Regions from separate parts of the Mus musculus genome. Here regions 2, 3, 4, 5 and 6 are each linked to region 1. The links are chromatin contacts, called in public HiChIP or PLAC-seq, capture Hi-C and promoter capture Hi-C maps. All regions are on one chromosome and are shown on one strand. Each heading gives the region's core, a stretch centred on a gene start, on an enhancer-like site or on the middle of the called end of the contact. The rest is flanking DNA. Distances are from core to core; before and after follow the strand shown.

Evidence for each region. Promoter capture Hi-C pulls out the DNA fragments that hold promoters and counts their contacts. HiChIP or PLAC-seq counts read pairs in DNA pulled down with a chosen protein or histone mark. Capture Hi-C pulls out chosen DNA fragments and counts their contacts.
Region 2: a contact with region 1 is called in a promoter capture Hi-C map of embryonic stem cells, with 6 times the contacts expected there. The contact joins the promoter of Mypop here to the promoter of Ppp5c in region 1. A contact is called at or near these places in 8 of 39 promoter capture datasets (3T3-L1-derived adipocytes, the C10 cell line, embryonic stem cells and 3 more), 2 of 484 Hi-C or Micro-C datasets (B cells and LSK cells), 11 of 115 datasets of contacts at active chromatin or transcription factors (Th17 cells, astrocytes, embryonic forebrain and 6 more) and 2 of 9 other capture datasets (liver and macrophages).
Region 3: an H3K27ac HiChIP or PLAC-seq map of embryonic stem cells shows a contact between it and region 1, with 17 times the contacts expected there. The contact joins the promoter of Ccdc61 here to the promoter of Ppp5c in region 1. A contact is called at or near these places in 2 of 39 promoter capture datasets (embryonic stem cells and neural stem cells), 1 of 484 Hi-C or Micro-C datasets (myocytes), 11 of 115 datasets of contacts at active chromatin or transcription factors (acute myeloid leukemia, astrocytes, bone marrow-derived macrophages and 3 more) and 3 of 9 other capture datasets (adipose tissue, embryonic stem cells and liver).
Region 4: a contact with region 1 is called in an H3K27ac HiChIP or PLAC-seq map of epiblast stem cells, with 16 times the contacts expected there. The contact joins the promoter of Pglyrp1 here to the promoter of Ppp5c in region 1. A contact is called at or near these places in 7 of 39 promoter capture datasets (the 3T3-L1 cell line, the C10 cell line, embryonic stem cells and 3 more), 2 of 484 Hi-C or Micro-C datasets (embryonic stem cells and myocytes), 7 of 115 datasets of contacts at active chromatin or transcription factors (bone marrow-derived macrophages, embryonic stem cells, epiblast stem cells and 3 more) and 1 of 9 other capture datasets (adipose tissue).
Region 5: a contact with region 1 is called in an H3K27ac HiChIP or PLAC-seq map of epiblast stem cells, with 11 times the contacts expected there. The contact joins the enhancer-like site here to the promoter of Ppp5c in region 1. A contact is called at or near these places in 2 of 39 promoter capture datasets (both in embryonic stem cells) and 3 of 115 datasets of contacts at active chromatin or transcription factors (the NIH/3T3 cell line, embryonic stem cells and epiblast stem cells).
Region 6: a contact with region 1 is called in a capture Hi-C map of macrophages, with 5 times the contacts expected there. The contact joins the promoter of Nop53 here to the promoter of Ppp5c in region 1. A contact is called at or near these places in 2 of 39 promoter capture datasets (cranial neural crest and hippocampal neurons), 1 of 484 Hi-C or Micro-C datasets (B cells), 1 of 115 datasets of contacts at active chromatin or transcription factors (astrocytes) and 1 of 9 other capture datasets (macrophages).

What each region holds. Positions count from the first base shown.
Region 1 is chr7:17,025,643-17,030,512 of GRCm38.p6, forward strand. Ppp5c (protein phosphatase 5, catalytic subunit) reads right to left here and starts at 2,272. Exons shown (of 13, transcript NM_011155.2): 1 at 2,051-2,272. The coding sequence starts at 2,171.
Region 2 is chr7:18,988,626-18,993,495 of GRCm38.p6, forward strand. It overlaps Mypop (Myb-related transcription factor, partner of profilin), which reads left to right and starts at 2,620. Exons shown (of 3, transcript NM_145579.3): 1 at 2,620-2,729; 2 at 3,207-3,995. The coding sequence starts at 3,485. Nanos2 (nanos C2HC-type zinc finger 2) reads left to right here. Exons shown (of 1, transcript NM_194064.2): 1 at 1-337.
Region 3 is chr7:18,908,422-18,913,291 of GRCm38.p6, forward strand. Ccdc61 (coiled-coil domain containing 61) reads right to left here and starts at 1,983. Exons shown (of 14, transcript NM_001033314.3): 1 at 1,712-1,983.
Region 4 is chr7:18,882,080-18,886,949 of GRCm38.p6, forward strand. It overlaps Pglyrp1 (peptidoglycan recognition protein 1), which reads left to right and starts at 2,611. Exons shown (of 3, transcript NM_009402.2): 1 at 2,611-2,894. The coding sequence starts at 2,647.
Region 5 is chr7:18,855,998-18,860,867 of GRCm38.p6, forward strand. Mill2 (MHC I like leukocyte 2) reads left to right here. Exons shown (of 6, transcript NM_153761.3): 3 at 1-206; 4 at 409-684; 5 at 2,144-2,422; 6 at 2,527-2,656. The coding sequence ends at 2,630. Among named protein-coding and RNA genes, the nearest start is that of Mill2, 18 kb to the left of the region's middle. Within about 2 kb of position 2,809, at least 92 of the 459 cell types and tissues checked have an H3K27ac peak or open chromatin away from gene starts, as enhancers often do. A contact at or near this core is called in the NIH/3T3 cell line and epiblast stem cells, where this site is marked.
Region 6 is chr7:15,943,913-15,948,782 of GRCm38.p6, forward strand. Nop53 (NOP53 ribosome biogenesis factor) reads right to left here and starts at 2,196. Exons shown (of 13, transcript NM_133831.3): 1 at 1,918-2,196; 2 at 1,378-1,442. The coding sequence starts at 2,141. Gm24576 (a long non-coding RNA gene) reads left to right here and starts at 2,181. Exons shown (of 2, transcript XR_391165.4): 1 at 2,181-2,388; 2 at 2,549-3,878. It also overlaps a transcript of Ehd2 not described here.

The sequences.
Region 1 (4,870 bases), core at 1,022-3,521:
CCTCCCACCTTCTATGTGTAGCTGCATCCTAACCCTTCTAACCACCTCCACTTCTGCCCCACTCCCTAGTGCCAGGCTCCACTCACCTTAGCCACCTGCTCCCCTCCCCGTCTCTGGGCAGCCAGCCTCAGTTCCTCCCACTAGCCTGGTCAAAGGCTCCACCCCTCACCTGTCTTCCCTTCCAGTCTCCTCTCTCCAGCCTGGCCTTTGAATCCAGTCTCTGAACAGCAAGGAGGACCAGTACCCAAAGTAACTGGACCACTCTCCTAAAACCCCTCCACAGCTCCAAGCCACCGTTAGGATGACACCTATAAAACCACTCAGCCCCCGAAGGCTCTAACTCTGGCCTCACCTCTCTCCTTGGTCTTCACAATCCTCCCACCTCCACCTCCAGAGAGCTGGGATGACAGGCAAGCACCATGTCTGGGCTTATCCCCATGGGGGGTGGGCACCTTTCCCCAAGGACTCTAAATCCTTCTCACCTTCCCCCACCTCCTCCAGATCTGTTACAGCTGGGTCTGTTTCTCTTTTGGGCCATAGCTGAAAAAGCATCCCTAGGACCCCCACCTACTCCCTCTTGCCATCTGCCCCCAATTCTCCATTCCCTTTCAGAACCGAGACACTTGTGCCTGTTGGTCTCCAATTCCTCACTTGCCTTCACCAGCCAGGGTCTTCTGGGCTGGCAGCCTCTTTATCATCTACAACTGCTGTTAACGTCACCGCGTTCCTCTGGGAGCAAAAGCTCTGATGGACAGTGCCTGGGGCTAGGTGATCAGGCACGTGGCTTTCTTTCCGGAAGAACCTTGTTTTCTTAGCCTGTGGCACCTTTCCTGGTTTCTCTTCCACCTCAGTCACTTCTCCTCAGTAGCCCCTTTTCCGCTGTAAACATGAAAACTCCATCCTAGGTTCTCTCTAGATCCCACTCTCTGGTGACTTCATCCATTCCCAGGGCACCTCCAACCATAGGCTGGTTACACTCAAAATTTTCTCCAGTCCAGACTGGTCCCATCTACCCACTCAATGTCCCTTTTCGGACAGCGAAGGAAACCCAAAACTCATCTTTGTGACGAATTCAGATTTTGCATGCTCTGTCCCCTTATCTTAATCTTCTCTTGTATCAGTCTTCCCCTCGTACCCCCAGTTTCCTCAAACTCCAGCCAAGCCAGTCTGTTTTCAATCACTCTCCACCCCAGGGTCTTCACACAAACTCAGTGGTCAGGACCCACGTGTAAAACTCCTTGTCAATTCGCCTCAAAAAGCCTCTTTCTCCAGGCACTCCCGACCTCACCATCGAAAGCAGACTCTAAGCTGTATTTCCTGTGTTGTCACCTTGACCCAAAGTGATCATCACAAGTTTGCAATGATTGGTTCTGCTTAAATCCGAGTCATGTGTTGCATTCATCGCTGCAGCCTCAGAGCCAAGCACAGGCCGTGTAGCACATGACACTTATTTAATACAAGTGTACTGAAAGAATGAATGAACGGAGACATGTCCTCCCACATGGCACTCTTAGCCCAAGATCACCCTATTCGTTCCTGCTCCACCTCTCCACCCTACTCGTTTCCTTGGATCACCCCAAATCGCCTTCCAATATAATTATCTACCTCCATCCCCATAATTCCCTTCTCTATTGGGCCTTCTCTTCTCGGTCATACTCATCTCAGGCCTCCCCACTCGGCAGCGCCATCACTGCCCTAAACACATGTCACTATTTGGTAGCGCCCTCTTCAGGTCTGACCACCATTTAGCACCTCTGTCCAGGTCTCACATTTGGTAGCACTCACATGTCGGCCCCCTGCTTTTCCCCTATCGTGTAGCAGCGCCTGCCTCAGTCTCCCCAGTGAGTGGCTTCTGCTTGGTATCCACTTCTCAGCAGCTCTCCCCAGTCTGTCGTCCAGCCTGAGCCTCCTCCTCGCGCCTGGCTACTCTGTAGTGCTTGCCCGGCGCCCAGGCTGCCGCTCCGCGTTGCCATGGTTCCCCGCCGGGCCTGGCACCCCCACAGCCTGGGCCGCTGTCCACCCTCCCTCACCCCGTCCGGGCCGGGCGCACCTTTGAAGTAGTCGTTGGCCTGTGTCTTGAGCTCCTCTGCCCGCTTCAGAGTGCCATCGGCCGGGGGTTCGTCCCGGGGGGTCTCAGCACACTCAGTCCGCTCGCCCTCCGCCATCGCCATGCCGCAAAGCGACCCCCACCCTGGCAACGGCCGCTCGCGGCACCAGGCCGAACCGTCGCGAAGGAGTGCCGAGTGACCGCCGCCGCTGCCGCACAAGTGTCGTAAAGCGCGGGCCCCAAAGGCACTCCTGACGCGCCTGCGCGGCGTCCCCCCCAACTTCCCCCCCCCCCCGCCCCCGCCCCCAGAGCGCCGGGAGGACAAGGTGACCAGAGGGTATCCAGACCGTACTTGTACTTGTAGAAGTAGCCAATCAGAAAGGAGAGAAGGGGCCTTGTGGATGGGGGCAGGCCGGGAGGGCGCCTACTCCCAAAGTTGCGAGGCTGCAAAAGTTTCTTGGAGATCCCGGCTTCCTTTAGGGTTGGTGATTGGGTTGCGTTGCCTCCGGCGGGTGGGGCTGCTTTCAAACCAGCACCCTGCCCAACCCGGAGTTTGCTCTGGAGCTGGGTGCTGCCAATTACTCGTGTGACCTTGAACAAGTTTATCTCTTGTCTCCTCAGTAACCCTTTTGGAAAATGGGTAGTTTCTCAAGCAAACAAAATAAAACTTGAACGTTGCAAATCAAGGCTCTTTTTGAATTATTAACAAGGCATCCCGATCTTCAAGTCTTGACAAGTCTCAATTGTACCATGTTTGTTCCGAGCCCAACAGCATCCTTATTAATTTATTTTATTTTTTTATTTTGAGATAGGATTTAATTATGCAACCCTGGCTAGCCTGGAACTTGCTATATAAACCAGGCTGGCCTTGAATTCAAAGACCCAGCTGCCTGTACCTCCCAAGTGTTGGGATTAAAGCTTTGCATCATCATGTCAAGTCCTAGAAAAAACCTTTTAAAGGGTCATGGATGTAGCTCAGTTGGTAGAGTACTTGTCTAGAGTGCTCCAGGCTTGAGTTCCAATTCCAGCACTATATAAATCAGGCTGAAAGGTGCACCTCAGTAATTTGAAGGCTTGATAGGTGGAGGCAACAGTATCAGAATTTCAGGTTCAAGGCCAGCCTGGGATACCTGAGACGCTGTTCCGAATACAAACAACCACACCAAAGGGATTTTTTTTTTTCTTCCGAGACAGGGTTTCTCTGTGTAGCCCTGGCTGTCCTGGAACTCACTCTGTAGACCAGGCTGGCCTTGAACTCAGAAATTCGCCTAACTCTGCCTCCCAAGTGCTGGGATTAAAGGCGTGTGCCACAACACCCCAGCCCCAAAGGGATCTTTTAAATGACACTGTTGCTGCTTGCATTTCCTGTGCCTGGATCAGAGCTTCAGCCTCCTCTGATGCTTGCGTTCATCCTCCCTCCTCCAGTTTACCTTCCATATGGCAGTCAGAGGCATCTTGCTGGAATACTGTAAAACTGGCACCCGCCGCAGCCTTCCATGGCTCCCCAGCTCCCTCGTGAGACAACCCAAACTCTTTCTGAGAAGCCACGGGTAGTCTAGCCTCCAGTAACATCTTCAGACCCCACTGTGTATCTTCCTATTCTAGTCTTTAAGTCCTCAATCTAGACACTAACACTATATATAAGTGCTTTAAGGCTGTGTATCAGCCTCACCTCCCCCGCTCCACCCCTGACTACAACTAACAATCACTCTGGAAAATCGATGTTGGTACACATGTCCATTTGACGTGTGTCCACAGGCATCAACGTATTCCTGAAGAGTCTGACTGAGAGTGAATCTGAATCTAATTTCTAGGCACAGTCCCTATTTGACTATACCTGCCAGTGCCAGTGGGATCATGTAGGAAGTGAATTTTCTTTTGATTTTTTTTTTTTTGAGGCAGTATCTGCTCTAACAAATTTGAACCCAGCTCCAATTGTTCCTGAAGCTATGTGATCTTGAGCAAGCCACAATACTATTATTTCCTCTGTGAGGAGGAGCTAGTAATAGTGCCTGCCTATACATGCAGAGGAGGCTTAAGAGAAGCCTGGCTTGGTGGCTCACCCTTGCAGTCCAGCATTTGAGAGGCTGAGGAGGAAGATTTATCCAGAGTTGTTTCAGGCTAGCATGAGCCACAGAGTTAGTTCCAGGTCAACCTGGGTTCTCTCTCTCTGTCTCTCTCTGTCTCTCTCTCTCTGTGTCTCTCTCTGTCTCTCTGTCTGTCTCCCCCCCCCCCCCTCTCTCCCTCTCTCTCCTTTTCCCAGCCAAAAAACCCTAACCTAACCAAAAGTTCATATGAGTTAGTGTTTACCTGAGAGACTTAACAGAAGCACTCTCCATGTAGAGGACATTACAGGTAGCCTGAGTTCAACAAAGTGAATCAAGCTGGAATGAGGGGCTGTTTAGGGGGTGTAGGAAGATCTTGTCCACCTGGGGGAAGCAAAAATGACTTCCTGGAGGAGTGTTAGGCCTGAGGTCACAAGTATTAGGTTTTGTTGGGTGTTTTTTGACAGGGTTCTATATAGTCTCTGCTGGCTTTAAACTCAGGCTACCTTCAGATAAGAGGTGCTGGCATTACAGGTCTGTGCCACTGAGCCCTGTCTTATGTGGTACTGAGGATGGAACTCAGGCCTTCATGCCCGCTAGGCAGTCACGTTATAAACTGAGGCGCATCTTCAGGAAAGACATTTAAAACAGAAGGCACAGCACGTGCAACAACTTGAAAGTGGTTTTGCCTGGGTTCCTGTGTGGGTCACATGGGAGAGGGGTAGAGGAGTGACACTCACGGAGTCGAAACAGAACAGATACACCCTCCCACACGGAA
Region 2 (4,870 bases), core at 1,370-3,869, 2.0 Mb after region 1:
CTCGGGTGAGCAGAAGCCCACAGATTTCACTTCATCACTAACCATGGTTCACTCTATTCCTGCCCCCAGCCCCACTCGTTGATGGATCCCTGACTCCCGGTGGGTGAGAGACATTCTCTCTCTTCTACCCATCCAATATAGTTGAGTGTGTTACGTCAGTGTGTGTCCCATGGTGAGAAGAGTCTGAGACCTCATGGGACTGATGACTGCTTAGGTTTTAATTTTAGGGGCAGAGAAGAATGCCAGTTGGGTTTTATGCTATCTAGGAGGTTGGCTTGGAAATGGGATGAGGGTGGAGGAGGGGTGTCTGCTGCTGAATAAAGCGTTGTTAGTCTACTGTCTTTGAATTCCATTGGCCAAGTTAGTGGGCGGGTGCCTTTGGGTGCTGGGAGAGAGAGCACAAGAGGGAACTGAAGGGCCGCCTAAAACCCTGGGAACCGTAAGAGGGGCAGGAGGGGGTCCAGAACTGCCGCCCAGACCTATCTCATATTGTCTTCCAACACAAGTCGTCTGACTGGGAACAGGTTCCCAAATAATTCTCAGCCTCCACCTAGACACTTTTAAAATTAAAAATAGAGGAAAAAAAAGTGTGGAAAGGCAAGTTGTGGGTGTATGCCTTTAATTCTAGCATTCGGGAGGCAGAGACAGGTAGATCTCTCTTATCAATTCAAGGCCAGCCTAGTCTACAGAGTTGCAGGACAGTCAGGGCTACACAGAGAAACCCTGTCTTAAAAAGAGGGAGGAGGGCTGGAGAGAGGGGGTACAACATCCAGACAATAGTCAAATAATTCAAGGGAGTCCACTTTCTACCACGTGGGGACTGAACTCAGGTCACAAGCTTAGTGGCAAGCGCCTTTCACCCATTGGGCCATCTCAACAGTCCCTTGAGTCCTCCCTCCCTCCCTCCCTTCTCTTTTTTTTCCTCTTTACCGGAGATTGAACCTAGGGCTCTATAGTTCTGGTCACCCATGGGTTCCCTTCCATCTTGTGAGACTAGGAACTACTAGGTCTGAGTTTTGATAGATTTTAAACTTTGGGCTCCCTATCACAAAACGGTTAGGGGAAAAAAAAGTATAAGCCAGCATCGGGGAGTAGCAGCACCCCTTTAATCCCAGAACTCCAGAGTCAGAAGCAGGTGGACCCAGCTGCAAGATCCTCTCAACCACGGCACCAGCACCCACATGCATATACATAATTAAAACCCAATCTTAGGCCGGTGGTAGTGTGGCTGGCCTTTAATAAGTCCCCAAACTCTTGAGGCAGGCCGATCTCAGTGATTTCGGGGTCATCCTCCACCACAGCGCTAGTTCCAGGACAATCAAGGTTACAAAAACAAACAAACAAAAAACCCCGTATCTCAAAAACAAAAAGGAACCAACCACACACACCCACACCAAAAAGAAAAAAAAAAGAAAAAGAAATTTTCTCCCTTTTATGTATATGAGTGTTTTGCCTGCTTGTATGTTTGTCCACCATGTCCATGCCTGGTGCCAGCAGAGGGCAACAGTGCTGGAGCTAAGGATGGTTATGAGCCCCCGCCTTTGGATACAGAGATCCTAACTCTGGTGTTCCCGGGAGAGATGGTAACTGCTGAGCTCCAGCCCTCCCTCTCTGCTTCGGGTCTTAATACAAATGTCATCTTTTCCTTATGTGTAATGTCCGCACATATCCTGTCTTTTTTCTAGCCTCGCTGGTGACTGCAGAGATACTGCTGCATGTTCAATGCCAGCTTGGGATACTTAGTAAGATGCCCTCAGAAACAATTTTTTGGTAGTGAACACAATTTGCCTTTTATATGGATATGTGAGAGCTTATGTGTAACTGTCGGAAAGATGAACGAAGCGCCGTTTACCCAATGACCTTGAAACTGCGGGCACTGAAAATTTTCACCCTGCCATCCGGCCATCCAGTTCATTCAAGTGGTGCTCTCGAATCACTCCTGCTCTGCGCTTTTCTAGGATCGCCATCCCCACCCTTCAAGAAATTCCTGCCTTTGAACTCCCTCTCCGAGCCATGACGTCAAATTGTGGACAGGGGGCCTCCCAGGCACCATTGGGAGGTTGCTGGGTTGCTATGGTTACCGCCTCTGCATGGGCGGGGAATATTTCCAGGTGCCCCGCCTCAGTCCGTAGGAGGTAGTTTCCGAGTGGTCCTGCGCAGAGGAGGGATTGGGCGTGGGCAAGGTTTCCTAACGCCCCCAGCCCCCACCCACGCAGTTGTCATGGAAATGAAGCTCTTCTCCCCTTTCTCAAAATAAGACTTTGCTTAGTAGGCTAAAGGACTACTCAAAGGGAAGAAACTCCGCTTGGTCCTAGCGCTCTCTTCAGCATCTCTCTCTCTACTGCGCCCGCACTGGGATTTAGTCCTGGGTACCATCGCAGGCAAGGTGCCAGTGACACGCATGCGCGCTGTAGGTTTGCACATGCGCAATTGAGCACCAGAGCCCAGGGAACCTACTTCAGCGCTAAATGTGCGGCTGCGCAGCTGTGTCCTTCTGGTAAAGCAAGGCGACGGGAAGTTCTGCGCTTGCGCAGTGCTGGGAGACACGGCTCAGAGAACGCAGCTCTGTCAGGGTATCTGGAGACCGCGTTCGCCCGGCGCGCATGCGTCTTGGCTCTCAATGCTACTGGGGGCGGGGCCCAGAGGGGGAGGGAGAAGTAGGGGGGGAGGGAAGAGGCCGCAGAAGCCGAAGCCCTGACCCACCGGCAGGCAGGGGCTGCGGCGGCACGGTGAGTGACCCGCGGCCCAACTGGGGTCCCCATCCTCTGTGCTCCATCACTCTTCCTGGAGTCCAAAAAAAGCCTCGGGGGTCCCCCCTCTTATCTCGGACCCCCGTTATCTCCACAACTCCCCTTCTTTCCCCAGCAATCCCAGCACCCCCATAATCCCTGCAGACCCTCAGCTTTAATATTTTGCCGTCTTAACTAGAAGGTTCCATTTCATCTTTATTCTTGGACATCCTCTCTCAGGGACCCTAGAACTGACACCCACTACCCTGGGAACCCCCAGCGCTCCTCTCTGATCTGGATGCCCCGTCTGCTGCATTGCCCAGTTGGCATCACTTCCCAGCATCATGCATGTTCGACCCCCTGGGCATCCCCGTTACTCTTGCCCTGTCCTGTTCTACTGCGCCCCCGTTCTCCTCTAACTCCTGCTGTGGCACCCTTTTCCCTTCCACTTTTGCTCATTTCCCTCCATCCTTCCAGACCGTCCGTCCCCCCAGTACCCATCAACTCCTCCGCGAGGCACTAGCGGCCGCGTGAAGCACAAGATGGGCACTGGGCGGGTGTCACCTACGAGGAAGCACCTTTGATTGCATTCAGCACCTCGCCGCTCCCATCACCACTTTTGCACAGGGGACCAGAGGAGCCCGTGTCGGGGCGACACGGGGACACCGAGCCACCGCCAGCGCTGTTCGCCCTTTGCCCGCAGAGCCGGCGCCCCCCATGCGCCAGGCAGCCGATCGGTGGCGTCTGGGGGCGCCATGGCCTCGGCGACCGCGGCGGCGGCGCCGGGCGAAGCGGAGGAGACCACCCGACTCCGCAAGCCGCGCTTCTCCTTCGAGGAGAACCAGATCCTGATCCGAGAGGTGCGCGCCCACTACCCTCAGCTCTACGGCGCGCAGAGCCGTCGGGTGAGCGTGGCCGAGCGGCGGCGAGTGTGGGACAGCATCGCCACCAAAATCAACGGCATCACCAGCTGGAAACGCACGGGCCAGGAGGTTCAGAAGCGTTGGAACGACTTCAAGCGCCGCACCAAGGAGAAGCTGGCCCGCGTGCCGCATTCCACGCAGGGCGCGGGGCCCGCCGCTGAGGACGCCTTCTCTGCGGAGGAGGAGACTATTTTCGCCATCCTGGGACCGGGTGTGGCGGGGCCGGGGGCTGGCTCTGGGGCTGAGGAGTCCCGGGCAGCCGCCTCTTCACAGCCGCAGGCTTCGACCGCTAGTACACAACGGTATGTGTTGTCAGAGGACCGCAGGCAGGATCGACGGGCAGGTGAGTCCCAAAGCCAGTTTCTTTAACAACTACCAGCACTCCTGAAGCCTACAGTGCGTTGTTCACGCCCAGATCGGTCAGGCGTGTTTACCACATTTTTGCTAAAAAGTAGGAGGTCAGTGCTGTCAGGCCCATTATGGAGCTGGGGCTTTAAGGTCAGAGAAAGGAAAGACTTAGATGTGGTGCCAACAGGCCTGTAATTCTCCTGCTTGGGAGTTGAAGGCAGAAGAAACGGGAGTTCAAGGCTAGCCTGTGCTACAGGAGGCTTGGCTTAAAAGGGTGAGGAAGGGCGGGCTGGGGATGTCCTGGTGGTTGAGTACTTCCCAGCTTTCAGGGGTTCCAGGGTCAGATTTTGACTGCATAGACCCATGTGGTAGCACATGATTTGGAGTCTCAACACCTGCGTTATCCTTAGGTGCATAGTGTGTTAGAGGCAAATCTGAGCTCTGTGAGAACCTGCCTTCCAAAAATAATAATGTAGAAAACAGAAAAGGAAGTGGATTGTCTCTGGTGGTTCTACAGCCACTTGGTGACCATCAGAGTCGTAGACGTGGAACCGGTCCTGGGATGCCTGGCTCAGCTGGAATTGGCGATTTCAGTAGGTGGGTGGGATTGGTCTTTCTTCCCAGCTACTGTGGAGGTCTGAGGTAGGAGAATCTGGGAGCCCAGGGCCTACCTTGGGCTGTATGCACTAAGTACCAGTGTCAGTCTTTTGGAGACCCTGCCGCAAACCAATGGAGAAAGGGCAGGTTAATAATGCTAGGTCACTGGGCCAGTGTGCCTGGGGCTCAAGGGTTTGTTCCAGGCCTGAAAGTAAATGGAGAGAGAGCTGGGGTGTGGGGAGAGTTCTGTGCAAGGCAGCGCCTAGAGGCAGA
Region 3 (4,870 bases), core at 733-3,232, 1.9 Mb after region 1:
GAAGCAAGCTAAGCAAACACTCTCCCAACTGTACAAGATCCCTTGCTATCCATCCTCACCCTAACTTGTTTGAGAGTCTCACCGTGTGTGTGTGTGTGTGTGTGTGTGTGTGTGTGTGTGTACACAATCTTTTTAAATGGGAGAGAAAGGAAGTAGTGATGAAAAGCCAACTCCTAAGTACCTGAGAGGAAGGGCCTGCCAGGCTGAATAGGGATACCAAAGAATCATTTGGGGGCAACTGCATGTCAGCTGGACTTCCAAGCAAAGAAGAGCTGGCCTTTGGATAGAGCATGGAGTTCAGAGATGGATACGGGAAAGAGACATCTGGGTAAACAGAGTGAGGGAAGTGGTATAGAAAAAGTGATTGCCCAGAACATGAAATTCGGGTATGAAAGGATTAAAGAACTCGCCCAAAGCCACAATGATTTCCATAGTGGGTCCCAGAGTCAGTGCCAGGGCCCAAACTTGGGCAAACAGATACCAAAGCTCACACTCTCTTCTCTAGGTTTGTTTTGAGACAAGGTCTCCCTCTTTAGGTAAAACGAGCCCCAAGCTCATCCTGTGACCCAGACTGATCTCAAACTGCCAGTCCTTCGCCTCAGCTGCCCAGTCCTGGGATTACAAAGGTGTGCCACTGTAGGATGCGTTATGACACTTCAGGGTTCATTCAGAGGGGCTGTCCAGACGACTCAATGGGTAAAGCTTCCTGCTGTGTAAACCCAAAGAGCGGAGCTTGACCCCTAGAATCCACAGAAAGGTGGAAGGAGAGAACCAACCCAGTGTTGTTGTCCGACCTCCACAGCCACAGCCATATAGCTGGTCCTTGCTACTTTGTGGGTTCTTTCCCCCAGGCTTTATCTCCCATTTTCACCCCCTAAATACTAGATAGGAGAGAAAACAAGGATAGAGGGGAAGAGAGGAATTAGGAAAACCCCTGAATCTAATTTCTTTCCTTTTGTTTCTTCTTCGACCGTGACTACTAACAAACCACAACCAACCTTCCTAAATGACCAACAACCCTGCACACATGCACATACACATACAGGCACACATGCTTCTTGGGGGCCCTAACATTTATATGCTCTCTAAAATGTTCCCAAAATTCCAAATGTCACACAATCGAAAAAAAAATTATCTGCAGCTGGCAAAAACACACTTCTGCTAGAGCAAGCGGCAAATCATAGTAAGCTGAGAACTGTCCAAAACAGGTACACCTGGGATTAAAATGAAAACATATTCTTATAATATTTCTGTGTTTTTTAAAGGAACCAAAATTCCAAAGCTGTCACTACACACCCATCCTGTGATATGAATCCCCCTCCCATCACACACTTGTGTGAACACACAATAATTTCTATGCGTTCAAGGAAAAAAGGCGAGACACTGTCTCAAAAACAAAACATAAGACTCGTTCCCGACCTCGGCAGCAGTGGTAGAACTATTGACTAACATTTCAAAGTTTGTCATCTAGCACTGCAAAGAAAGCGAGAATTAAAAGTGATTTCACGACAAATAACTTGCTCAGAGCCTGCACACAGTAAACGCCTCTGGTCCGTAGGGTAGGAACACACCCTCAACCCTGGAACCTCAACCCTGCCTTGTCTTCACCTGCCTCCATCCTCCAAACCAACTCAAGTTCAGAACCTACGGCATCTCGAGGACACCCCCTCCGCACCTCGTGGGGTGTAATATATATAAAATAAAACTCTACCTTACAAGCTCTAGTGCAGTATTCGGTAAGGGTTCTCTAAGTTCTAGCCGCGTATCTCGCGAGCGACAACATGATGCATTAAAGACCCCGTGAAATCTCCAGCTTGCATAGGTTCTGGCGTCCACCTGCGTGAAAGAATCGGTGCTCTGGGGACTCCCCACTGCCCGCGCCTGCAGCCCGCGCCTGGAGCCCGCGCCCACACCCGCGTACTCGCTCTTCACCTCCACGGACTCGATCTTCACGAGCGGTTCAACCGCCGAAGTTTCAGCTCCGCCCACATCCGGCCTTCTCACTTCTGATTGGTCTGATCTTACAGGCAGCCATGTTTCCATAAGTCAAAAGCGACGCCCGTCACTCTGTCCCGCCCCCATGGGAGAACCCGCCTTCCGAAGTTTACAATTGGTCTATTTGGAAGAGGCGTTACTAACACGTGTGGGGAGACCTCCGAGGTTTACAGTCTGTTTCTAGTGATTATTGGGTAGATATTCTGCCAATCATAAGAAAAAGGTGGTCCCTTGGAGTAGAAGGAGGATCCCGGAAATAGCATTTTTACTCCGCCTACCACACCCACCACCCCCAGCAAGGCAGGCCTCGCCCACAGAGAAGGAAGGGGCTGACTAGAGTGTGGAACTTGCTCAGAGGAAGGTCCGAGCCTTCAAGTCAGGAGGCTTAGAGGATATTCTCAACTGTAAGGACAGCCTAAGTATACCCTGATCGGTTTGCTAGACTTGGCTTTGTCAGTGCATGCATGACAAAACCTCAAGTGGCCCAAGCTAGTCTCCTATGCATCCTTGAACTCCTGATCCTCCTGCCTCCACCTTCCCGGTACTGAGATTACTGGAGTTGTACCACCATGCCTGGCATGGCACTGGCTTCATTAAAGCTCAACACAGCAAAGTAGGAGTTATTTTTTAATAGTTTTAGATTTATTTATTTTATATGTGTGAGTTTTATGCCTGCGTGTATGCCTGTGCACGACGCGTGTGCCTGGTGCCTGCAGAGGTCGGAAGACGGCGTCAGGAGCCTCGGACTGTAGTTACAAATGGTTGTGAAGCACCTTAGGGATGCTGGAAACTGAGCTCCAGGCCCTTTAGAAGAGCAGCCAGTGCTCTTTTTCTTTCTTTTCTTTCTCCCCAACCTCCTGAAGTTGTCTTGAGACATATCTCACGCTATAGCTTTGGCTAGCCTGAATTTCACTACGTAGATCAGGTTGTCCTCGAAGTCACCGAGACCCCCATGCCTCTGCCTCTACCTCCTGAGTTCTGGGATTAAAGGCACATACACCATGGCATCAGGCTAGAGGAGTTTACTTATTTATTAGATGACACTTTGTGTGTGTGTGTGTGTGTGTGTGTGTGTGTGTTAGGGTGCATGTGCCACGACCACAGCATCTGTAACCCTATTCCTAACAAAACAAGAACAGGATACCAAGCTTTCACTAGCCAGCCTGCCTAGCCACTCAGTGAGCTCCTGGTTCAATGAGAGATCCTGTTCTCAAAAATTAAGGTGTGGAGACCTTGAGGAAGATTGCAATATTCACCTCTGATCTGTGCAAGGGCAGACAAAGGCTCAGTGGGAGAGCCCCTGCCTAGAATCCCCCAGTGATGGGCTGGGGGCGTGGCTCAGTGGTAGAACCCCTGCCTAGAATCCCCCAGTGAGGGGCTAGGGTGTGGCTCAGTGGTAGAGCCCCTGCCTAGAATCCCCCAGTGAGGGGCTGGGGGCGTGGCTCAGTGGTAGAGCCCCTGCCTAGAATCCCCCAGTGAGGGGCTGGGGTGTGGCTCAGTGGTAGAGCCCCTGCCTAGAATCCCCCAGTGAAGGGCTGGGGGCATGGCTCAGTGGTAGAGCCCCTGCCTAGAATCCCCCAGTGAGGGGCTGGAGGGTGTGGCTCAGTGGTAGAGAAAGCTGCAAAGAAGATTCTGACCCCAGACTAGATGCCTGGAAGACACAGAAACCAGCCAAGTTGCCTGGAAAGGTTTAGACCACAGTCACTTGGAAAGAACATCCTCCAACATGCTGAGCTGCCTACAGGCTGTTCAGTGTGCTCCAGGATCCCAGCTTTGATGACCTGTCACCCATACTGAAGTGGGCTTTTTCGTGATGTAGCTGTCTTTGAGTCATTTCTGCTCTTATAAGTAACCCTAATTAGATTCATTGTTCACCAAGTTAGACTTTGGTGGTATCGGTACTTAGACCTATCATGGGTTTCCTATCTAGGGTGAGTAGATATGTGTGTTACATTTCCCTAGGAAAAGTTTTCTCACAGAACATATTCACATGCACACAGTTGTGTACTAATACCACATACATACATACATATATACATATACAATATTATTCTTATATTGATGAATATCTTGAATATTGATATGTTATTCTACAGCAATAGAATACTCACATAACCCAGCAATTCTATCCCCAGGTTTGCACCCAAGAAAACTGAAAACAGATGGACAAATATTGATATATGAATGTTCACCACAGCAATATTTATCGCAGCCACAATATGTAAAGAGCCTGAACAGCCATCAAAGGATGAACAAGTGGACAATATGTGATATATCTTTACAATGGAATAGTATTAAGTCATAAAAATAGAATACTGATATATACCTCAGCATGGCTGAATCTTAAAAACATGATGCTATGTGAGTGATGTCACACACAGAAAAGGTCACATGATCTATGAGTCCATTACATGGCATGTCTAGAGCAAGCAAGTCCATAGAGACAATCAGGGGGTTATTGGTGCCAGGTACTACAGGAAGCCAGTGCTAAAAATGCCTTAGAACTAGGTAAAGATTGTGACTGAACAGCATTGTAAATGTGATCCAATGCTTCTGGCTCATGCACTTCAAGATGATTAACTTCATGTTATATAAAATTTCACCTCAATAAAACAATTTTAAGCAAAGGACTAAGGAATAACTCGAATGAGAAGCAATGGTGGCTTTTACAGAGGTGGATGCAGTGGAGATGGGCAAGAGTGGTTAGAATCTGCATGTGTTCTCAAGGTAGCAGTGGCAAAATTCACTGATGGACCGAATGGTGCACGTGGAAGGGAGGGAATGAGGAGAGTCTACAGTGATTCTGAAGGGGTTTTGAATCAGGAAAGTAGCTGTCAAGATGAAATTTCCACTTAGTAAGATGAGAGGAAGCTAG
Region 4 (4,870 bases), core at 1,361-3,860, 1.9 Mb after region 1:
CAACCAGGGCTACACAGTGATACAAAGCCTCAAACAGGAGCAATAAACAGCCTCAGAAGCATGCTTAGAGTCCTCTGTCCCCACGTGGAGGAACAATCTCTCATCAAGTGCTGGGAGCCCTGCCCCACATTGTCTCCAGGTCACGTAGCTCTGCCAAGCAGGTCCCCACAGACCCAGGGCTCCCCCCACCCGAGTCCAGGCTCTGTGCATTGTCCTGCCTAATACTCCTCCCTAGGGCATGCCACACAGGCAAGATTTTCTGTTTCACAAGGGCCCTTTCTCTTGAGCCTGCCAGAGGGGATGGAAGAACACTGTCCGCTGTGGACAAGCCATGAATCTAAATCTTTCTTTAACACCTCTTGTTCCCTCTCCCCATGTATCCAGGACCACAGGTGAGTGATGCACCACACATAACACGTACCCAGCAGTTACTAGGAGACTGGATGGATGTACAGTCCGACACCATGGAGCTCTTCCCTGGCAGCTGTGTGTGTGTGTGTGTGAGACAGACAGACAGACAGTCTTGAGTGCAAGTGGTCAAGAGACCAGGAGAGGAGGTCGGATGCCCTGGAGCTGGACTTACTGGACTTACAGGCCCGAGTGCCTGCCATGGGTGCTGGAAGCAGACTCCCCTTCCCGAGCAGCCCATGCTCCTGAGCACTGAGCCATCTCTCCTGCCCCTCTTAGCATTATCTTACGCAGAGTCACTGCTATTGCGATTTCCACTCCCTCCCACCTGGATTTCGCTGTCTCAGCATGTATCTGGCCCTGTGTGATCAAAGCTCAGATCTGAGCTGGCCTTTTCTGAGTGTCATTACACTAGTAATACTTTTTTTTTTAAAGATTTATTTATTTTATGTAAGTACACTGTAGCTGTCTTCAGACACACCAGAAGAGAGCATCAGATCTCATTACAGAAGGTTATGAGCCACCATGTGGTTGCTGGGAATTGAACTCAGGACCTCTGGAAGAGCAGTCAGTGCTCTTAACCTCTGAGCCGTCTCTCCAGCCTCCGCTACTAATCCTCTTCAGTCACTTATCAGCTTCTTACAGTGCTGCAAATGCCTCACTGTTGCTGTGCTCCCCTTATTCCAGATGTGTCCGATTACCATCAAAACCCGTACCTTCTTGCTACACCTGAACATGCTAAGCATGTACAGCCTACTCTGCTCCCGGGGACCCTGTAAACTGCCAAAGAGAAGAGCCTCAAGAAGCCTTAGTTTTAATATTACAAAGCAGAACTTTGGGCATATCTCAGTGGTAGAGCCCCTGCCTAGAATCCCCCAATGAGGGGCTGGGGGCGTGGCTCAGTGGTAGAGCCCCTGCCTAGAATCCCCCAGTGAGGGGCTGGGGCATAGGTCAGTAGTAAAGTGCTTACCTTCCAAGCACAGGCCCTGAGTTCCATCTGTAGCATGACCATAAATAAATAAATAAATAAATAAATAAATAAATAAATAAATAAATAAATAAATTTATTTACTTTTGAGCAAACAGATTTACTGAAGATCCCTGGAGAATGTGAGAGGCCCCAAGGGAGGAATACCCAAATCCATTCAAAGTGAAAGCAAAGAGCAAGGCTGTCTGTCCTGAATCCCCATGTGTGGTGAGAGGCATGGGAATGGGAGTCTGACTGGGACAGAAGCCCAGGGACAGCTCTCCACAAGACCTGAATGAATGTGACCCTCTGCACCCAGTGTCACTTCTCTCCAGAGCAGAACTGCGATGGTCACCATGCAAACAGGAGCTGGCCTGAAGGTGTAGTAGTGACACATGACACAATGTGCCAGACATCCAAGGGCTGAAACCCAGTTCTCTCTGATCAACTCTGGGGGTCAGAAGCCCTGTTACCAACTCCATACTGCAGTCACACAAACGGGCACCAAGAGGTTAAGAAGTTAGTGTGGGCTCACACAGTAGAAAATGGCTGGAGTTCGGATGCAGGCACCCTGGCTGATTCAGACACTGGACAGGAAGCACTACTGCCTGCCGTTTCTTGGGAAGCGACTTCCAGTCTCCAAACATTTTCCTCTGCTGTGCAATGGGCATCCACACACTTAGCCTCCTGTCCTGCCCCGTAGGGTTGAGCATCCTCAGACTTGGACCCTGTGGGATCTGCAGCCAGGTGCAGAGGCTGTGCACACCTGTAACTTCAGTACTTGGGGTGTGGAGACAAGAGGAGCAGGAGCTGAAGGTCATCCTTGGCTAAACAGAGTTCAAAGTCATCCTAAGCTATGTGAGACACTCATACAGGAATACATTCTTAAAAGGAACTTTTGTTAGCCCCACCTGCAGGAAGTAAGTTTGTGCCAAAGCCCTGGGCCCCTTACCTATGCAAGTTCCTGTTAGGTTACACCATCCCCCACTGAGATCTAAGCCTTGGAAACCCCAGGAAACAACTGAATGTCCAGTCCTTTGTGCCCTTCCTGATGAGAGAGCCTCTCTCCCCACCTACTGACACTTAGCAAAGGCTCCATCACGGCCCCACCTCTGGTTAAAGGAGGAAGCTGGGTCTGGGTCGGAAAGTCCCGCCCAGGTGTGAAGCAAGCCCTTCCTCTGCCCACACCCTTCACCATGCCCAGAAGATAAAGTACACAGGATGAGGGCCAGCTCATACACAGCCCTGCAGTCCTGTGCGGCACGTCCAGCATGTTGTTTGCCTGTGCTCTCCTTGCCCTCCTGGGTCTGGCAACCTCCTGCAGTTTCATCGTGCCCCGCAGTGAGTGGAGGGCCCTGCCATCCGAGTGCTCTAGCCGCCTGGGGCACCCAGTTCGCTACGTGGTGATCTCACACACAGCCGGCAGCTTCTGCAACAGCCCGGACTCCTGTGAACAGCAGGCCCGCAATGTGCAGCATTACCACAAGAATGAGCTGGGCTGGTGCGATGTAGCCTACAAGTGAGTATGGAGTGGGCTGAAGGAGGTCGACCACACCTTCCAACCCTCCTGGTGCTGGATCTGCAATCTCCTGTGGGTGCTGAGGCTTTCTCCCCTGTAAGAGGGGACAGGAGCTGCTTCACATACAAGGTGACTTTCATATGTATCTTTCCTAAAGGCCTAGGCCTTGCCAGGACAACACCAGGCTGAGCCTTGCACCAAGTGAGTGGGCATATTGCAAGGCAGGACCAGGGAAACAGATGCTCAGGGCCCAGCTTCCTCTTCTGCAAAGGTCAACGGTATTATGGCCCCTAATACCCAATACCCAGGAAACTGGCTAGCATATGGCAGGAGCCCCAAAGCTATGGGCTAATGTCTCCTGTGTGCCAGAGTTCTAGATGGGAGCATTGCTTGAAGCATATCACGATAGCCCTGTGTGCATAAAGACAGAAAAAGATGTGTTTGGGGTGGACCAAGAACCCACTGGCTCCGTGTGTAAAGGTGTTTCCTAGCAAGTACAACAACCTGAGTTCTAACTCAGGCAGAAGGAGAAAACTGACTATTGATGGACTGATGGTGTCCGTGACACCTACGCATGCATCACATACACGCATCTCTCACTCACACACACATACACACACACACACACACACACACACACACACATGCTTTAGGGGGGAGGGCTTTGATAGGCACAGTATTGATGCCTGTAATCCCAGCAGTTGGAAGGATAAGGAAAGAGGATTGCAAAAAAAAAAAAAAAAAAAAAAAAAGAGGATTGCTGTGAGTTCAAGGCTACCCTGGGCTTCTCAGCAAAATCTTATCTCCAATAAGGGTGGATGGAGGTGGGGGGAAATAGGTGAGAGAGATGTCAGATCCCTAGGTAAGGGACGGCTTCCTGTGGCTTTGATGTGGCTCTAGAAGAGGCAGAAGGAAGCTAGGGATTGGGGTGTCCGGCACAGAGGCAAGTCCTAGGAGGTTCCTTCAGCCAAAGATGGGGTGGGAAGGGAGGGAGGGGGCACGGACGCAAAGGTCATGGTGAGTATTGCGGTCAAACAGTATCCACACAGAAGGTTCTGGGTGAGGGACAGGCATAGATCGACCCAGGTGTTAGTAGGCTCCCACTGGCTGGCCACAAAGGTCTGCTTAGATTGATCCGTCACACCTGCTTTTCAGTGTCACAGGCCGGGGTGTCATACCTGGGCCTGTTTGAACCCTATGACTTCTAAGGCTGCGCTAAGAGCCAGTTGCCTGCAGAATCGACTGGAAATGCCAGTGCCCATAAGACTGCTCTCTCTGCCAAGCACCTGAGGGTCAGAAGCCATCCCACCTGAGAGGGTTTTTGTTTCTGTTTGTTTTTCGGTTTTTCGAGACAGGGTTTCTCTGTATAGCCCTGGCTGTCCTGGAACTCACTCTGTAGACCAGGCTGGCCTCGAACTCAGAAATCCGCCTGCCTCTGCCTCCCGAGTGCTGGGATTAAAGGCGTGCACCACCATCGCCGGCCCCACCTGAGAGTTTAATCATTCTAAGGCTCCAGCATCAAAGCCCCTCCCCTAGATTGAAGTGGGGTAGGGAAGGCTGAACTGGGGCCACAGCTTTCAGCCTCAATTTCCTTGCCTGTAAATGAAGGTTTGGGTTTGTACTACCTAGATACCTCTATATGTGTGTGTGTGTGTGTGTGTGTGTGTGTGTGTGTGTGTGTGTGTGTTTCTTTGTGCATGTGGATGTGTATACACCTCAGTGTATGTCTGTACAGCATGTGTGTGCAAGAGCCCTAGAGGTCAGAAGAGGGCATTGGATCCCCCTTGAAGTTGAATTACAAGTTGTGAGCCACCATGTGGGTTCAGGGAATCAAACCTGAGTCTTCTGCAAGAGCAGTAAGCACCCTTGACCACTGAGCCATCTCTCCAGCCCCTATATGAAGCTCTTGACTCTGCCTATCTTACGATGGTGGCTGAGGTTTGCAGGCATCCCTGTAAAGTCACGCAGTGCCTCCT
Region 5 (4,870 bases), core at 1,559-4,058, 1.8 Mb after region 1:
CCAGCTCCTGGTCCTAATATACGTAGATGAAGAGCTCTTCCTGAAATACAATGGAGACAGCAGGGAGACAGAGCCCTTGGGATGCTGGATTAAGGGCCATGGGGGAAATGAGACCTGTGCAAGAGAGACTAACAATCTGTTGAAGGTGGAAGAGAAACTCAGGGGGATGATGGCTGAGGTTATAAACCAGAAGAGTCAGGAGGAAGGTAAGTGTGGAGAGCCAGAGGTACACAAATCCCATCTATGATCCCTAAGCCATGATTCTGGGCAGGGCACAGCCAAACTGAATTGAGTAAAGCAACAATGTTTTCAAGGGGCAGAGCACTGGATAGTCCCTTCTAGGCTGAAGTCTCAGGGAGTGAGGTCCAGGGACAAGAAGGTAACGAGTTCCTGCCTGGGGCGGGCCAGGCCTTCACACTCTCCAGGCAACTTTGGGCTGTGAGCTTCTGAGTAATGGGAGCACTAGAGGCTTCTGGCACCTGGGCTATGATGGGCAGAACTTCCTCACCTTTGACCAGAAGACTCTCACGTGGACAGTGGATGGACCCTCCACCCAGCAGAACAAGATGTTCTGGAAGACACATGCACCCAGAGCTGATCTAGTTAAGACATTCTTGGATGATATATGTCCTGCTCACCTCCAGAGATACCTCGCTTCCTTGAGAAACGGTCTGCAGGATACAGGTACTGACAAGGGGCTCTGTCTCTCCATTAGCTTCTTTCCCTGGGATGTTCTGAATCTAGAAGGAGACAAAGCTAGTTATGAACAATTGGGCTTGGATGGTAAGATGTTTGATCAGAGTTAAGACAGGACAGAAGGATCCAGCCATGGAGCCGGACTACAGATTCAAACGCAAGCTACCCAACCCATGTTCCATATCCAAGGTCCTTCTCCTGAAGCTTAGCTCTTTGTTTTTGTTTTTTAAGATTTATTTATTTATTTAATGTATATGAGTACTCTGTCTTCATGCACACCAGAAGAAAGCATCAGATACCATTACAGAGTCACCATGTGGTTGCTGGGAATTAAACTCAGGACCTCTGGAAGAGCAGCCAGTGCTCTTAACCACTGAGCCATCTCTCCAGCCCCTCTGCTTTGTTTGAGAAAGTTTTCTGTTTTTGAGACAAGGCTACATAGCCAAGGTCAAACTCCAGGTCCTGCATTTGCCTCTTGAATGCTTGGATCACAGGTATGCACAGCTCTGCAAGGTCCTTTAAGGTGACAGTCAAAGTTGTTCCTTGGCTAAATCTCATTCATGATTTTAAAAAAAGGAGAAGGAGAGGAGAGGGACAGGGAGAGGAAGGGGGAGGGGGAAGGGAGAAGGAAGAGAGGGAGAAGGAGGAGAGGGGGGAGAGAGAGGGAGAGAGAGGGGGAAAGGGAGAGGGAGAGAGAGAGGGAAAGGGAGAGGGGGAGAGGGGAGGAGAGGGGGGAGAGAGGGAGAAGGAGAGAGAGAGAGAGGGAGAGGGGGGAGAAAGGGGGAGAGGGGAGAAAGGGGAAGAGAGGGGAAGAGGGAGAGGGGGAGAGAGGGGGAGAGGGAGGAGAGGGAGGAGAGGGAGGAGAGGGAGGAGAGGGAGGAGAGGGAGGAGAGGGAGGAGAGGGAGGAGAGGGAGGAGAGGGAGGAGAGGGAGGAGAGGGGGAGGGAGAGAGGGAGGAGAGGGAGAAGAAGAGGGAGAGAGAGAGAGAGAGAGAAAGAGAAGAGAGAGAGAGAGAGAAAGAATTCCCCCTTGAAATGGTTAGGGTAGACAGTGAAAATGCTGTTAACCAAAAATCCTCATGAGCAAGTCCAAGGGTCAAGCCAAGAGGCAAAGAATTAGAGTTACAGTTTGGCAGCACCTCTCTGTCTCCTGGAGTGCATGACACCAGCTTTGTGGTACAAAGATTGTCAGCCATTTGTCGATTAGAGAAGACCACTGTCCCTACAAAGTCATCTACTCATGTACTAGAAGGCTGATCATCTGACCTCATGCAGTCCCCTGGCAGACAAGGGCCTGCTACCTTCCAGTATTCAGGCATCACTGGAGCTGTGTGCTGTACTCCCCGCACTTACCTAGGGGTGGGGAGAGGCACATATGCACATTGTGGTTGTGTAGTTTCTGCCCTCCGCATCCCACCACTCAGCAGCTCTTTCTCATCTTCTCCCAGGACCCCCAATGGTAACTGTGACCTGCAGGAACTATCCAGTAGGTAGGGTCACACTGACATGCCGGGCTTTTAATCTGTATACCCGTGAGGCCACCCTGGTCTGGCTTCAGGATGGGAAGCCAGTACAGCAGAAAACCTTCAGATCTGAGACCATCCTGCCCAGCGGGGATGGGACCTACCAGGCCCGGGTGTCCATTCGGGTTCTTCCTGGACAGGAACCACAGTTCAGCTGCAACCTGAGGCATGGCAACCATAGCATCATGCAGACAGCTGTCTCTGGTGAGAAAATGGGGCAACCACCCACCTCAGGGGTTGGGAGACAAGAGCAGGAAGGACCCATAGGACACACAATGACCACGCACTTCATGGCGGGCTGGTTACAGGGCATGCTGCTGAGGACAGTCAGGATGTTGCTAGCTCTGCTACAGCTTCAGCTGGATCTGCACTCCCTGTTGTATTGGCGGTGGCACTGGCCAGAGCCAACTGAATCCAGAACACAAAGGACAGGACCAGGTAAGGAACTCCTGCTGGGGAGGTCTGGTTTTCCTTCTAGCCTGTGCCTGGAGACAGCTATTTTTCCTTCTCTTCTTTGATGCTGCAGTTAGGAGGGAAATGAGTGAGATTCTTCCTGCATTAGTCACATCCTGGAGGCTGCAGAGAAGCCAGGCCAGGCAGAAGGGTGGTGTCAATCAAAAACAAACAACCCAGCTCTCACAATGAGGGGAATAGAATATGGTTATCCTGCAGCCAAATATGCCTAAGACCTGGAAACACAGATTTGTTTCCACTAATACCAGTGCAGTCATGATCTGATGAAACGTTTATTGTAGTAGGACAGAGAAAACCATCAATCAAGATCATTTTCAAATACATTAGTGGAAACACCAGGGGTTCCAGCAAAGAGGGGCATGAATCTCATGCCATCCTTTAGCATTCCGGATGGTAGAGGCTATGGATCCCTTGATACATTTTAAAGGTTTCAGCAGCTTGTCACAAGGATAGCAGGTCACAGTCAGAAATGGACAAAAAGGGCTAAAGATAGCCTCAGAATAATCTTTGATATTCTAACTACTGACAATCAGGAAGTTCACATCAGTCCATTGGACTTCAGCATGGCTACATCTGTGTGTGTGTGTGTGTGTGTGTGTGTGTGTGTGTGTGTGTGTGGTATATGTGTATGTGTGTATATGTATTGTATATGTGTCTGTGTGTGCTGTGTGCTGTGTCTATCTGTCTCTGTGGTACATATGGTATGTGTTTCTATGTATGTATAGTATATGTATGTGTATATGAATAGTGTGTGTGTGTTTGTATCTGTGTGTGTGTAAAGTATGTGTCTGTGTATATATGGTATATGTATGGTATATGAGTACATATGTGGTATGTGTGTGTATGGTATATGTGTGTAGTATATTGTGGGGCAGTGGACTGTGCCAGGACACTTGGTAAGGTTGAGTGGGTTCAGAAACCCTGGAACCCTCAGGCCTGAGGATGGTAGGTAGTTCACATATTCCTGACTAGGTCTCTGTCACATGACCACAGCACCCCATGGAGAGGACCATGACAATCAGTCACATAGGGATAAGACCGGAAGCCGCTCCACATGCAGATGGGGCATCCCTAACATCTAAGATCAAGCCAATAGAAAGCATTTGTTCTTAGACCCCAACCCACCCCAAAATATATATAAGACCCCGTGATGGTTTGTATATTCTTGGACCAGGGAGTGGCACCATTTGGAGGTGTGGCCTTGTTGGAATAGGTGTGACCTGGTTGGAATAGGTGTGTCACTGTGGGTGTGGGCTTAAGACCCTCATCCTAGTTGCCTGGAAGTCAGTCTTCCACTAGCAGCCTTTGGATAAAGACGTAGAACTCTCAGCTCTGCCTGCGCCATGCCTGCCTGGATACTGCCATGCTCCCACCTTGATGATAAGGGACTGAACCTCTGAACCTGTATGCCAGCCCCAATTAAATGTTTTTTATAAGACTTGCCTTAGTCATGGTGTCTATTCACGGCAGTAAAGCCCTGACTAAGACAGACCCTGTATATAATAAGACTGTGTGCTTTCAGTTTGGCAGACTGTTGGAGTGACCTGCAATACTAAAACGAATCCAGCAAGCACCTATGTGTCATAGAGAGTGGCTCCTTCTATGTCAGTTATTCTCAACCCGTGGACTGCGACCATCAGAAAACACATATTTCTGGTGGTCTTAGGAACTGAGATACCACAAAGTAGCAAAACTACAGTTATGAATAGCAGTGAGAATAAATTTGTGGTTGGAAATTCCTAAGAACATCGGAAATGTGCGTTTTCTGATGGTTGAGAACCCTAATTTATGACATCTGATACTGTTTCTGGTGGGATCCTTTCTTGGGGCTAGAGAGCTACCTGGTGAGGTACACAAATTCCTGTCCGTGGTAATGGCAGGATGTTGCACTGCCCAAAACTTGGTGTCTTGTTATTGGCTCCCTGTGTTTTGCTCTGTGTGCTGTTTGCCTCCTGCTCAGGGCACCTAGCACAAAGCTGCTCTGGCTGCCTGGTAGGTGTGAGGGCTGTTGGGGAAACCAGCAAGCCCAGCTAAATGTGTGTGTGAAAATTGCCACTCTGGATCAGTCTCTCTTAACTACATGAACATTCTGTGTTCTGTGTTTACTGGCTTTGGTTTTTGTTGACTCTGTCCTTTGGATATTTTGAGCTCTGTAGTTTCATTTTTTTGCTGTGTCTG
Region 6 (4,870 bases), core at 946-3,445, 1.1 Mb before region 1:
ATGTAAAAACAAAAAGTGAACGCTAGCTTCTTTTATGGATAAAACGCTATAGGTTGGCCAGTTGGCTCCTACCTGTAATCCAAGCACTTGGGAGGCTGAGGTAGGAGGACGTTAAGTTCCAGGCCAGCCTGGGCCACACCGTGACCTTTTAGGTAGCCTACGTACAGAAGAAGACCTTGTCTCAAAACAAAAACAAAGCATAGCTATTACTGAATCAAAAATGAACATAACTCAGAATGATAAACGCCATGTTTCCCCTTGCACACAGAACCTAGATTTAAAACTCCATGACCTGGCCTGAGTGGGGCAGATGGAACCCATTACCTTAGATGTTAACGTCCCCGGGTCCCCACACAGCTTCCCTGGGTTCTCCCGACCTTGTCAAGAAGGTTTTCATGAACAGGACCCCTTGACTCACATCGTGCATACTAAAGTGCCTGGCTGCTGGCAAAGCTGCCAGCTTGTTCTGCAAAGCCACTGGCTGTCCTGCTGGACCAGGCACTGGCTTGTTTTCAGTACCTGCTGAACCAGGCTTCCCATTTTAAGTGTTTTTCTGCCTCCTTGGTGAAAACCCCACTCAGCAAAGCAATCCCTAACTTGCCCTTATTTTCATGTCCCAGCAGGTCCCAGCCCAAGTTCTGCTGGAGTAAAGCCATCTTGCCAAGACATGTTTCCTTCCTCCTGGCTAAAAGAGATCCTCTTGTTCTCTCTGTTTTGAGACAAGGTCTCATTGTGTAGGCCTGGCTGTCCTGGAGCTCACTATGTAGACCAGGCTGGCCTGCAACTCAGAGAAATTAACGTTGTGGGTTATCATGCTTGCTATCATATTCTTTGGGGAAGGGGGACAAAAAAAAAAAAAGCTGAATGATACAGCTCAATAAAACCAAACAAAAATGAACAACAGGTCACCTTTCTTAATCATCTCAAGCTTGTTTCAAAGCCATTCAAAGTAATTCTTTATACTAAAGACTGCCCCTTCTAGTCTCCAGTGGTAAAGCATACCTTTATTTCCAGCACTCAGGAGGCAGAGGCAAGCAGATCTAAGTTTGAGGCCAATATGGTATACATGGTAAGACTGTGGTGATGAACCACACCCAGCACTGACTCGGGGAGGCAGGGACAGGTGGATTTCTGAGTTCAAGGCCAGCCTGGTCTACAGAGTGAGTTCCAGGACAGCCAGGGATACACAGAGAAACCCTGTCTCGATCCCCCCTCCCCTCCAAACTTGTGATCAAGACTGTTTCCAAAATGAGAGAGAGAGAAAGAGAGAGAGAGTGTGTGTGTGTGCTTTGCTTTAAATTATGTCATCAATGCAGATCTCACGGGTGCAAGACTCAGAGAACCACCAGCACACAACTTCATAAGAGCACTCCTCACCTTTTCTCTTGAATCCTGTGTCCACGAAGAAGAGCTTTTCGTTTGGGGCCTCTGCCAACAAGCCACTGAAGGATAAAAATGCAGACTATTTGCCAAAGTAATGCTGGAAAGATAACAGACCCTTAGGGGTCTAACTTTTTGGGCCCATCCCAACTCTTCCTCAAACCATGGGCTACACCTGGAGCTTTCACACAGAATTTAAAATGTACCACGATGGGGTGAACGTACTTTATTCTCTTTCACTTGAAATTCAAACTCTGTAGCAAAAGGTTTTAATGCCAGCACTCCGGCGGCAGAGGAAACTTGAGTTCGGAGCCAGGCTTGTCTACATACCGAGTGCCAGGTCGTCCTACATAGTGAGGCCCTGTTTCAAATTTTAAAAAAAACTAGGGGAAAACTTAAACTTTGTTGGGATTTTCGCACGCTTATTTGTTAAAGATACTATTGATAGGTCTCCCACACCGAGCCGGGATGCCCGGTCCGTCTAGCACCAGGTCGCAAAGCGCACGGCCACGCCACCGGAAGTCCCGCCCCACGTACCCGGTCGTGCGCTCCTGTAGCCGGACGTCTTCCAGGAACTGGTCGACCTCTAACCCCAGCGGCTCCTCGGCGAGCCTCCTCCAGCCGCGCTTCTTGTTTCTGGGGCCCCGCCGCCGCCGCCTCAGAGCGGGATCCACCGAGGTCGGCCGCAGCCCCAGGAAGCCAGAGTCCGCCTGGCTTCTCGAGCCGCGCTTCTCACCGTCCCTGTTACCACCCGCAGCCATCTTCTTAAAGGAAGAGCTTAGTCGCTCTAACTCCGATATCCGGTTTGGAACGTGCGCGTCTCGAGTGACGTAATATGACGCACTTCCTGTTTGCGACCATCTTGATAAAGCGTAGTTTTTACATAGAGAGTTTTACGTCTTGGCAAAAGGATAAATCATCACGTTCAGTCTCTTCTTATTTTAAAAATGTTCGAGCCGGGCGTGGTGACGCACGCCTTTAATCCCAGCACTCGGGAGGCAGAGGCAGGTGGATTTCTGAGTTCGAGGCCAGCCTGGTCTACAGACTGAGTTCCAGGACAGCCAGGGCTACACAGAGAAACCCTGTCTTGAAAAAACAAAACAACAACAACAAAAGGCAGGGTTTCTTTGTGTAGCCTAGCTGTCTGTTAACTCACTCTGTAGACCAGGCTGACCTCGAATTCAGAGATTCGACCTGCAATTTCGGGTTGGTAGGGAGTAGGCTATGTGGATTCTTGGTTCTCACTCTGAGTAATTTACCTTACCCGGTATCATAAAATTTTACTCAAACCATTTTGTTAGTTATACAAGTTTTTTGTTTGCTTGCTTGCTTGCTTGCTTTCTTGGTTTGGTTTTTCGGGAGAGGGTTTCTCTGTATAACCCTGGCTGTCCTGGAACTCACTCTGTAGACCAGTTTCATACGTGCCTTGCCATTTTTGCTTCCCTTTGCCTTCTCACTCCTACTGAACTACCCTTCTTTCCCCCAAATGCCCTCCTCCCTTGTGTCTTTGTAGTTTTGTGACGTACTGGATTTACTAGGATTTTTTGTACCAGCAATGAGTGAAGAGTTAGTTACTAGATCAGAGGCAACTGACCAGTGTGTATGCCATTGAAGGACACCCCTCCTTCCCAAATAGTAACTGCCAAGGGACGGAGTCCAGTCAAATTTTCTTTAACTCTTTTTATTAAAGAAGATGCTGGGTGTGGGGCTGCCAAGATACCTCAGTAGAGAAAGGCTGTTGCTGCCAAGCCTCAGATTAATCCTCATAACCCATATGTTGGAAAAAGCCAATACCTGCAAGCTGTTTGTTCTTGACCTTCACAAGGTATGCTGTGGTGGCATATATGCTTACACGCCGTTATGAAATATAATGTGGCAAGGGAGTATTTTTGGAGGGCCTGGCCAAGGTGTACCCCTGAGAAGTTACACCATAAAACAGACCTAGTGTAAAGGTTTATTGGGGGGAACGCAAGAGTACTGTGGGACTTGGTGAAGGGACAGAGGCAGACAAGTGGACAGATAGACAGGCAGACAGATGGGGGGCAGAATCATGAGGGCAGAGAGAGGGGACAGAGAAGGAGAGGGAACATTGGTGGTGGAGATCAGAGAGAGAGAGCTGGGGTGGCAGGTGGGTCCTTACATCTACTGGTACATCTGGCTGCCGTAGGTCATGATGTAAGCACTGGCTGGGTCCCTGAAAGCAGGCCAATGGAATTGCCTGTATAAAACACACACACACACACACACACACACACTCTAAAAGAAAAAAAAATAGCTGGGTAGTGCTGTTCATTTTTAACCTTACCTACCTACTCAAGAGGCACTGAGGCAGGAGGATGGCAAGTTCATAGGCCACCCTGGACAGCAGAATGAGTTTAGGGTAGAGAGACTGTCTCAAAATGAAAAACAAGGGTTGGGGAATGGCTCAGTGGGTAAGAGAGCTTTCTGGGCAAACAATAAAGACCTGAATTTAAGTTCCCAAAACTTAACAAAAAAAAGGCTGAGTAATTGGCCTGGAGAGATTATTCAGCGGTTAAACTTATCATTAAAAGCTGAGTATGTGGCCTGAAGAGATGTTAAAAGCACTGGCTGCTCTTCCAGAGGACCCTGTTTCAATCTCCAGACCCCATCACATCTGTGATCCACAGACCTGTGCATGCATGAACTCAGTTTTAAAGGTCCAAATCTAGAATATTGGTGCCTAGCATCCAAGTGCCAGCCAACTATCACTGCCTCCACACCCATCCCCCATCCCCAGGCCCCTGGAAAGTGGTAGTCATCCAAAGAGATCTACAAAGGGTTTTGTTTTCAGGTCATGCAAAAGGTGGGAAACTGAGCCCCGTGTAAGCAGGGCAAGTACTGTTAACTACAGCCCTAGCCACACCACACCTTTATCTTTCGATACAGGGTTTCTCGGTGTAGCCCTAGCTGTCCTGGAACTCACTCTGTAGACCAGGCTGCCCTCCAGTTCACAGATCCACCACCTGCCTCTGCCTCTGTTCTGGGATTAATGACTTGAGCACACACTGCTCCCCACCCCCGCCCCAGGCTCAGATTGGCATGCTGGAATTAAAATGGACTCCTAAAGGGGGAGGGGGTGGGGAGGCACGGGGAGGGAACATGTCTCCCCGGGGTCAAAGTAGAACTCAGCTCATCCCTGGGCAGGATATTGAGGTGATGGCCTGGCCTGAGTCACTACCTTTCCACCAGAGGGCGCCCAGGGCTGCGGAGCAGGGCGTGCGTGGGCGGGAGATTCTCCAGGCCAAAGTGTCTCGGGCGCACCGGGTGTGGGCTGGATCAGTGTCCTGTGCACTCTCACACTAATCCCTCCTCCTCCAGGACCCAGTGGTCTCGGGCTACAGGATCTGCTCTGGTGCATTCGATTCGTGTCAGTGCGCGTTGGAAGGTGCTTTGGAGACTAAGGGCAAACTGTACACAAACTGGCACTGGTCCTCGTCCACGCCCAGAACTGGGTTCCCAGGCCCCAAGG